2 separate regions of the Sus scrofa genome follow, and region 1 is linked to region 2. Evidence: chromatin contacts called from public Hi-C data. All regions are on one chromosome and are shown on one strand. The core of a region is the stretch at or near the end of the contact, and the rest is flanking DNA. Distances in the headings are between cores, read along the strand shown.

What was found. Hi-C and Micro-C count contacts between places; a contact is called where the count stands out from the background.
Region 1: a Hi-C map of adipose tissue shows a contact between it and region 2, with 3 times the contacts expected there. The contact joins the enhancer-like site here to the promoter of PRICKLE1 in region 2. A contact is called at or near these places in 17 of 47 Hi-C or Micro-C datasets (adipose tissue, alveolar macrophages, embryonic fibroblasts and 10 more) and 1 of 2 datasets of contacts at active chromatin or transcription factors (skeletal muscle).

Annotation. Positions count from the first base shown.
Region 1 is chr5:74,447,321-74,452,302 of Sscrofa11.1, forward strand. No RefSeq gene overlaps it. Among named protein-coding and RNA genes, the nearest start is that of ADAMTS20, 220 kb to the right of the region's middle. Within about 2 kb of position 1,436, at least 4 of the 83 cell types and tissues checked have an H3K27ac peak or open chromatin away from gene starts, as enhancers often do. A contact at or near this core is called in adipose tissue, where this site is marked.
Region 2 is chr5:73,823,506-73,827,879 of Sscrofa11.1, forward strand. It overlaps PRICKLE1 (prickle-like protein 1), which reads right to left and starts at 3,024. Exons shown (of 8, transcript XM_021092560.1): 1 at 2,778-3,024.

The DNA.
Region 1 (4,982 bases), core at 186-2,685, 620 kb after region 2:
TCCTGAACTTCCATAATACTATCTTTTAATCTTTCTTTTTGTGTGTGTTTTTATTTTTTTAATAGTTATTTCCCCAATACAATTTTTTTCTACTGTATAGCATAGTGACCCAGTTACACATACATGTACACATTCTATTTTTATACATTATCATGCTCCATCATAAGTGACTACACATAGTTCCCAGTGCTACGCAGCAGGATCTCATTGCTAATCCATTCCAAAGGCAATAGTTTGCATCTATTAACCCCAAGCTCCCCAGCCACCCTGCTCCCTCCCTCTCCCCCTTGGCAACCACAAATCTATTCGGCAAGTCCATGATTTTCTTTTCTGTGCCTTGAATTAGGTTCATCTGTGCCTTGTATTAGATCCCAGATATAAGGTCTAGAGCCAGAATAGGCAACAGAGCACAAAGGTTAATCCCAGATATAAGGTCTAGAGCCAGAATAGGCAACAGAGCACAAAGGTTAAAGTGTTAAGGAACAGATCTTACTTGGAGCCAGATTTGTTCTTCTCTATTATAACGTCTTCAATTAATGCAGTTATTATTAACAATTAGTTTTAATAAAGAAGTAACTTGTTGATCTACTTTACACCATTACGGACAGAATAACTCAGAGACTGTCCACTGTGTACGAAGAGTTTCTGGGGAGCATTTTAGTATAAAACTTAGAGGCAAGTACTATAGACAAAAAAAAGGCAATAGATCATTTATACAACAGCAATGGACTAATAGTGTAAAGAATATGAAATTTTCTGATGTTTGAATATGGGGAGCCCCTTGGAATAGGTTTCAGATGATTCTGCAGAAAAACTGGCAGAAAGAGCTCAGAGACATGGAGTTTCTTAAAAATGAACCAGGATCCAGTTTCCTTTCATTCATCAAATATCCTCCCCAGGGGTTCAACTTGACTGGGAAAGATGAAACATTTTTAATATTATTATTTTCTGGGTTAATTTTTTTTTTCTTGAGGAACTCTCTTTAAGGTGCTGTCCAGATCTGACCTTGTTTATCAGATAAAATTAAACTAAATAGCATTAAGTTGTTTTGACCATTAATGAAGGATTTGGAAAATGGTCGTCTAGAGTCCATGAGAAGTTGCAGTTATGGTGAGTTGATTGAGATTGTGCGTGGTACACCACTTGAATTTCTTCTACTTGGCCCATCTCAACAGATAACTTCTAGCAAATTCAAATTTGCAAAACAAATAAAATAATCTGACAGCTTGTAAGGGTGGGAAAGGATGTTGGCCCTTTTCCCTAAAGGCTTATCTCATAGAAAGGCAATATATTATACAAAAAAGAGAAATATAATTCAACATTTCTCTGCCAGAAAAGGCAGCCAAATTTTTTATATTGTTCCAGGAAGAAAATGATCTTTCTGCAATTTCCATTTACTCCTTCCTTACCCAGAGTAGGACTTTACTCCTTTGGAGACTGAAATGGTATTGCAACATTTTCAGGAAGTGATCATTAAAGTATGAAGAAGTCTCATTGCACAAAACCTCAGCCTCCCTCCTTTTTCTCAGTTGAAACCTATTGAAGTCTTTAGCTTCTCTGCTCTTCAGTTTTGGCTTCCTGGTTACCTACATCATCTGTTTCTCTGCTTTGTCTGACCCTTCACCACAGCACTGTGGTGTTCATTGTAAAAACATGTGTGCCAGAATGAGCTCACACTGATTATCATAGAGCAGGTAATTCCACAGGGATTTTATTATAATTGAGCAATAGTTCTTGTATACCTACATAAAAAATTTATCTGGAAAGCAAATTACAGTAGAGTATTTCCCCAAGGCTCTTAATAAAATTATCTATTTTTAGGAATTCGCTCTACATGTTGGGGCTCTAAACTAATTAGCTCAATAATATTGAAAAGAAATAGGATGAAAGAGGCAGAACTGTTTATTTTCAGTCCAAAGCTTGACTTATTAGTAGCACTGTGTCCCTATTGTGCCACCCTGGAGCATATAAAGTAATTGGAGTAGAGTAGATAGGAAACTAAATTGAAAACTAACCATCTGCTAAGTACATATGTTGCCATTATTTTACCTGACTCCAACCTTCATCATATATTTGAGTAAAGGTAGAGTAAGCATTTAGTTCTCCTATTCAGTGGCTTAATGTGGATTATTATTACTATTATTATTTTTGCTTGTTTCATCCTGGATGGGCTACAGAAAAGGATGGTTGTTCAGGTAGGTCCCAGGGTGGAGAATAAAAAAGGAATTAATATTTATTTATTCCTATATAGATAATAAAATATTCTTTACACATATCCTCTTATCCAATGCTCATAACCAAGCCATGGGTTGCTTAATATTGCTTTTATAAACAAGCAACAGAGTCTTCAAGAGGATAACGTATCTCAATATACTCTTAAGAGTTTTTACGTGTTTAAATATTACCATTCCAAGCAGAGATTTATGCAATAGAAATGGTAAGCTTCTTCATTCTACTTTCTCTTTAAGTCACTCCACTGCACACATACACAAAAGGAACAACCTTAGAAAATTGTATACCTATATCACCAGGCTCAGGAACGCCTGTCATTCTAAGATGGAAATGAAGTTAATCTTCTCAATTAGCAACCCTTCACAAATAGCTTAGCCTACAATATGATTAAGTAATGCACCACCGTAAAGGGTATTTCTTCACATCCTGAGGTTAGGTGTAATCCCTTTTGTGTCTCACAGTTCGGCTTAGCCATTCCTACCCCTCTCCCAATACTCATTCTAGAATGAGTTGTCATGGCCATGTTTGATGGTTTTCCTATGTATTCTAATCAAAAGTCAGTTAGAGCTGACCTGGCCTTGGGAAAATAACTTCAGTAACTCTCTGCACATAGTACAGGCCCAGTTGATGACAGAGCAGAACATTTGCTTTCTTTTCTTTGTTCATTTTGCTATTACGCCTGCAATCCAATGAACTCTATCTTTCCTAATGAGTTTTCTGCTCAGCAGCTTATCAACTGTGTCTCTTGCAAATTAGATAGATCAAACAACTCTATATCTTAGGAGACAACAGAGTTAAATCATTTGGAAAGAGGTTAAAAAATAGCTCAAGCCAAATCTCTGCTGGGCTTTGGGGAAAACTAAAGTATGCTAATTTTTCTTTCAAATCAGCTGGCTGGGTTCACTCTTCACTTCTAGCATGATGGTACAGTGTATTTATATATATATATTATATATATATATTCTTTTTTTATCAATATCATGGCAGTATTTAGATAAAGCAGAGCAATTCTAGTCAGGCTTTTCCACTTCTGGATGAAGACAAGCAAAACAGTGTGTTTTGTCAGTATGGATTTTCCTCCACCAAGATAGTCCCCAGCTTGGTTCTACATAAATGTTATTAAACTCCACATTAAACAGCCTGTGTGTGTGGGTACTGAGCCCAGAAGTGCCTGACAGCTAATGAATAAACATATACTTTATTTCTAGCAAGGCAGTTTTAAGGGTATGGCGCCTGAATACTTTTGGCAAAAAAAAAAAAAAAAAAAAAAAAATTTACTTTGTTTAAAAAACACATACGCTCGCATGGAAATGCAAGTAAACCATGCGAGGTGTCACTCCAATTCTTGAGTTTATAAATAGATAAATCTCTGACAAATTTGCCTGAAGGCTGTCAAAGGAGCTCACCCCCATTAAGTTCAGAGAAAATGCTGCTGCATTTTCAGTTCCAACCCCACACTCAAAAGCTGGTGTCACCTCTCTACCTCAGGCACTCTCCAGAGCACTTACCTCTTTTTCAAAACACAAGAACGTGTGAATAAAGTTCAAAGGGCTTCCCAAAGCATGGACAGTTTAGCTCTTATTTGGAGAGAGAAATGAGGCTAAAAAAAAAAAAAATCTAACAGAGACAGCAGGTATACCCAATATAGACTCTGGAGCTAAATTTCCATTCTTTCTGTGTGAATGTATGTTTATCCTTATTTTGTATTTGTGGGCTAACATTGTGTCACTGCTATATGAAATATACATATGCCTGGATTAAAGAGTTTACCTTCCTTTAATATCATAGTGAAAGGAAGGATTACTTATTATTTTTCCTTTCATTATTAATCAATTTATTATCCCTCTTTCCATAATTTCTTGGGTGGGTTATCAGGCCTTTGATAGCTAAGGATGTTAGCACAAAAAGCTACCTACTCTACATGTACAGTACAAAGTTTATTTATTCAAATAGTATATAGAGAACTAATAAACTTAGAAAGGCAAGTGTCTATACATGGAATTTAAAAAAAAACAAATCCTACATCTAACCACACCATAATCCCTCCTGGTTTATCAAAATAAGAGGGAGCCCTTGGGTAACGACTACTTTTACGGATGGCTGAAACTTGCATCACCCACCAAATACAATGAAGCATTTAAGGGCTGACTCCTTGTAACAACACGGACAGGCTCACAAGGAAGTCCAGGGCAGTCATGGTTGGTTGGTGACTGTCCTGTGGACAATGTCCTGGGCTCATCTTTGCATCATCGCCTTGGCACTGGAGCTGTGATTAACAACCCGTCAGCCTAGGACTGTGAGCGCTTGATGAACTCTGTGCTTTAGAACAAAGCCATCATTCTAAGGCGTAGTTTAGTGTGTTATAATGAACTGAAAGAAGGCAGAAAAGTAAAGGGAGAGAGATACAGGCACTCCGCTGGAAAGCAGGGTCATTAAAAATAATGAGCAGTCTTTCACTTCCTCCTTTTTATTAACTTACTGCAAAGGACTCCCCGACACTATTTTTTAGCACACTCTCCACTTTCACTAATACCCCTTAGCACATGGCTAAAAATTTTTTCCACAACATGCTCCGTAATACTTAGAACCACCCTGAAGAACTCTCAGGAATTTTCCTTTCCCTTTTGTAAAAATGCATACATTTTTTAATTGGCTTTTCCAATAACTGCCTCTAAGCAAAATAAAAATGCGCCATCGATGATCTATACCTCTCAGATATCCAAAGAGAGCGCTTTAGGGGAGACTTGAAA
Region 2 (4,374 bases), core at 1,774-4,273:
TGCAGTAACTAGAACACTACTAACGACAATCTTTCCTGAAAACTGCTTCCTGTAAAATGAAAAGCCCAAACTATAGGTATACATCACTAAAAGAGTTACTTATCTACTGGGAAACCATTTTCAAAATTCTTGTTCCATTTTATGAGTATTATGAAAAATCACTTGTAACACCCTCTCTGGTTTTCAGGTAATAACAAAAGGTTGTATCTGACAATGTCACTTTTTGAACCTTAGATTTCAGCTTCCTTTTTAAAATTCTAGCTTAAGAAATTTTAAATTGTAACCTCTCTTCTTTTATGTCTTTTCAGAGTTATTACAGGACAGGACATTAGGAATAACCAGACTTTTACCCACATCTAACTCTCAACCATAGTTTAGCCCTGAACCCTATAAGGGCCTTCCCCTGCCGCCCCAGCTGATATTAGATTTTATTTGGGTGACCCAAGCTGACTCACTGCAATCTCCTTTATTATACAGACAAATCCTTGATTTTCAAAACATGATTAAACTTTTTAGATTTCATTGGCATTGCTGGCAGAACTGATTGAATCTGCCACTTGAGTGAAATACATCTCTTTTCTTTTAAAAACCTGTGAACCAACAGGCTCACTCGGTGATAAACCACTAATTAGTACCAAATTAAGGGTGGAAAACTTAATTTACAGGACCCAGTCGCTTACGTCAATATGGCTACCCCTATGTCCCACCCAGGCCACGAGTCCTCCAACAAAACTGCCCCCACCTCCTTCCTGCCTAGGCTTATTCACAAGAAAGAGTCACTATTGTTAGCCATGGCTTATCAAAACACAGATTTTCAAGTTCATCAGCAAGTGTGCTAACTTTCAACTGTGAGTAACGTCCATTTATTTCCAGCACCTTTCTGTTTTAATACGGAGAGCAATGCATTGTTAACCTTTAAATCCTTTGTATAAACATCTCTGGAAGAGCTTGTAAAATATCTTGTGTGTTTCCTGACTCACCAGATGATGGCATTTAGAAACCCCCTGGTACCAGCAGGTGCTGTATTTTGCTTTCTTCAGGCTCCAGCTGGGTTACAATGACAGATTCCCATCCCAGGCCAGGCCCAGCCACCTAGGCTAGGACCACATGGAGGCAAGCCGAACCGGGCCCCACCAGACAGCAAGATAAATGGCTGCTGTTTAAGTTTAAAATCCCCTGGTGGGAGTAAATATTGTTCCAGAGAAAAAGCCTTGACAAATATTGCGTCATCCTTCCAGAACTGTCTTGATTAAAACAGAATCTTTGGATTAAGTTGGTGCTCAATTCCAAATGTATCGATCTTGCTGTCATGGGATTTTTTTTTTTTTTTCTTTTCCCTTCCAAGTCTGAAAACAGACATATTGTTGGGGATGGTCAAACAAGGCTGCCGCCTCCCAAGGGGTTAGAGTCCACTCCGATAATAGAAGGCGGCTGAACACTGACACTTCACTCAGGATAATGGAGACAGCAAAGGCTTAGTGGGAAAAGGCCAGTTGTCACCTAAGTGACAGGCAACAGCTGAGCTCACACATCTGGAGCCAGACCGGGCAAACATGCAGCGACCCTCACCGGTCTACACCTTGGGTCTGTCTGAAGTAACAGATGGACGTTCCTTTTACTCCAGAAGCATATTAAAAAATATATCTGATGGGGAACCACATCAATTATGTAACGTCGGCTGCAGACACTGCCTTCCGAAGTACTGATTCAAATTGGGAGGTCGGCAAAACTGTACCGCAGGCACACACAGAATTTCATTACCTACACCCTGTCCTTCATAAAAGCCATAGGAAAAGCCACATATATACCCACGCTTTTTATAGCACAGATGCATCTGAACTCCTCCGGAGAGGCAGGAGCCTCACAGGCTCTTCTCCTTTAGGCAGTTCCCGTGCTGGCTTCCTCACCTTGCTCAGGGCCACAACAGCTGCTTCCCATACTCTTCAAAATCAGCAACCAAACGTGTTTGGCTTGTGATTCTGAGTCCTCCTTAGGCAAGCTGGAACTCTGCGGAGCCAGCCATCCTTCCCCCACCCCCACCTCCTTCTTCAGCCTCCCCAAGACAATCTGTGGACAATTTTCCCAAAGTCCCCAGAATAACACCGCACTGCCAATAGTCGCCGGCGATGCCGTTTGTTTTTCTTAGAGGGCAATGTAAATTTAACAGCTTTCTGCTGCATCCTGAGTCCCGGTCCTGCTAATTATTAACATGCCTGATTTCTTCAACTTTTTCTCCCTAAAGGGAAGAAGACGCTCCCATTCTTTCCCATATCCGTGTTACATTCAGAAAACACCACTGCTGGGGCGGGAGGGGAGCGGGGAGCTGGTGCACCCCAGCCAAAAAGCAATCGGTCCTTTCCCCCAGAGCCTTAGGAGAGAATCCGCACCCTCCCCGCGGACGCCAGTAGGTGACAGGCGATCCTAAGCGGCGGACACAGGCCAACCTTCCTGGCCTCGTTGCGTCCCGCAGAGCCCTAACTCTGGGGCCACTGAGCGGGTTTCCCCGCAGGAGAGAATCAAGAGTTGGTTGTGATGCAGCAAACCGGAGCCGTGCGTGCAGCCTATCCGAAGCCCTCTTGGTACTGCAGCCCCAGTATCTGCTTTCGCTGTCTACACAACCCAACAAACCAATTATACCCATCTCCCCCATTTTCTGCGACACCAACCCAGCCTGGGTGCCAATGACCCCCCGCAATGACGCGGACCTTGCCCGGCCCTTCCCCTGCGCGCTCGCCCCCCACCGCCGCACCCGTAGCCCTTCTGCGGAGCCCACTCACCCGGGCGAGGGAGCCGGACTCGGCTAGACGGTCGTCGGCGCCGCGGCGGGTCTGCGGAGCTGCGGTCCACGGAGTCAGGGGCGGGCGAGGGTGGGCAGGACGCGAACCATCCGGAGCCCGGGACGTGGCTGGGGCGGCCGCGGCGCCCCCGCGGAGGTCAGTGCAGGCAGCGCGAGGCGGGCACGCTCCGGGGCGCGCTGTCGGGCGCGGCGGCCGCGGGAGGCGGCGCTCGCTGGGTTGCAGGCAGAGTGCGCCCCGCAGCCCAGCCCGCGCCGCGCCACCGCGCACCCCGTCCTCGGCCGCGGGCCCGGCGCGAGCGAAAACGCGGAGCGCGGATGCCGCCGCGGGATCCGGGACGCTCGCGCGCCCACGCGCCCCCTGCTCGGCCACGAGAGGCAAGATCTGCTCCCGGCTCCTGCTGCAGAGGGCGCGGGGAGGCCGGGCGTGCAGGACTTGCTTGGCGCAGCGGGAGGGCTGAGCTGGGCGCCAGGGATCTGTTGCACGAAGTTCGCAAGGGCACAACCCAGATTCTCAAGTGCTGTTGGGTCGTCTCCTCTGCCCCGCCCCCCCCCTTTTAAAGGCTTCTTCTTTTTTTTTTTTTTTTTAAACAAACCATTCTGATGGATGGAAAGACAGGAAGGGTGAAAGGGGGGGAAAAGACAAACCCAATTTCCTCTGATCAAACGATTTGGGGGTTGCCTCTTTGGGTTTCTTTTCCTTTGACTTGGGCGGGGGCGGGGAGAGTTAATTAAACTCTTACTTAGATTCCTTCCGGCGCGCGCCTCGCCTTGCTGGGGGCCCGCTTGGACTCGATCCTACCTTGTGTAACCCCCCTCTGGGCTGTCTCCACCTCGGAGCAAGCAACCAAAGATTTGGCTTTTAGTCCGTTCCCTTCCCTCCTAGACGGTGCTGGTCATATCGAAATCTCAAAGTCTGGGTACTGCACAGGAGAACCTCAGCCCATCGCCATGTCCCTGGCCCGATCCAAATTAGCGTGGCGCACTTCAGGTCGTGTTTAAAGCATTAATTTGATCTCGAGGATCATTTTTCATCGGCCTGACTGCTCTCCATGTTTTCAGTCTGCCCAGTTTCCTGGGCTGGGCTCTCAGGCAAAGTCGCTCAGGGTGAATTGGGGCTTAGCTTGTTTGAAAGTTCTACCCTGACATCTGTGTCATCTTAGAACCTCAAAACCCCTCGCTCTTTCCAGCTTCAGATCAGTGGAGTCTCACACCGTGTGGGTACCGTGTCCCCTGGGGTTACAGAGGGCACATCTCTGCGGCAGCCGCTGAGCCCAGCTTGACAGGTGTCTCTGCAAAGCTGGGGCTTCATTGACCTCTCAATCCCTTCCACAACCCTCTAGGACACTGTAACATCTTCCAAAAAGATGAGGATGTGTGGGAGGGGCAGAGGGGATTGATGCATTTTCTATTTCTTTAAGAAAAATCAAAAGAGTCAATTTCAAAAATTTTCAGAATAACGAGTTTCAGTTATCATTGGGAATAAAATAAGGGAATTCTCGACAGATTCAGAGTTGATGTAAAAAAAGGATTAAAGCAATAACATCTAAAGGCAGAGGAAGGGGAAATGTTACAAATCT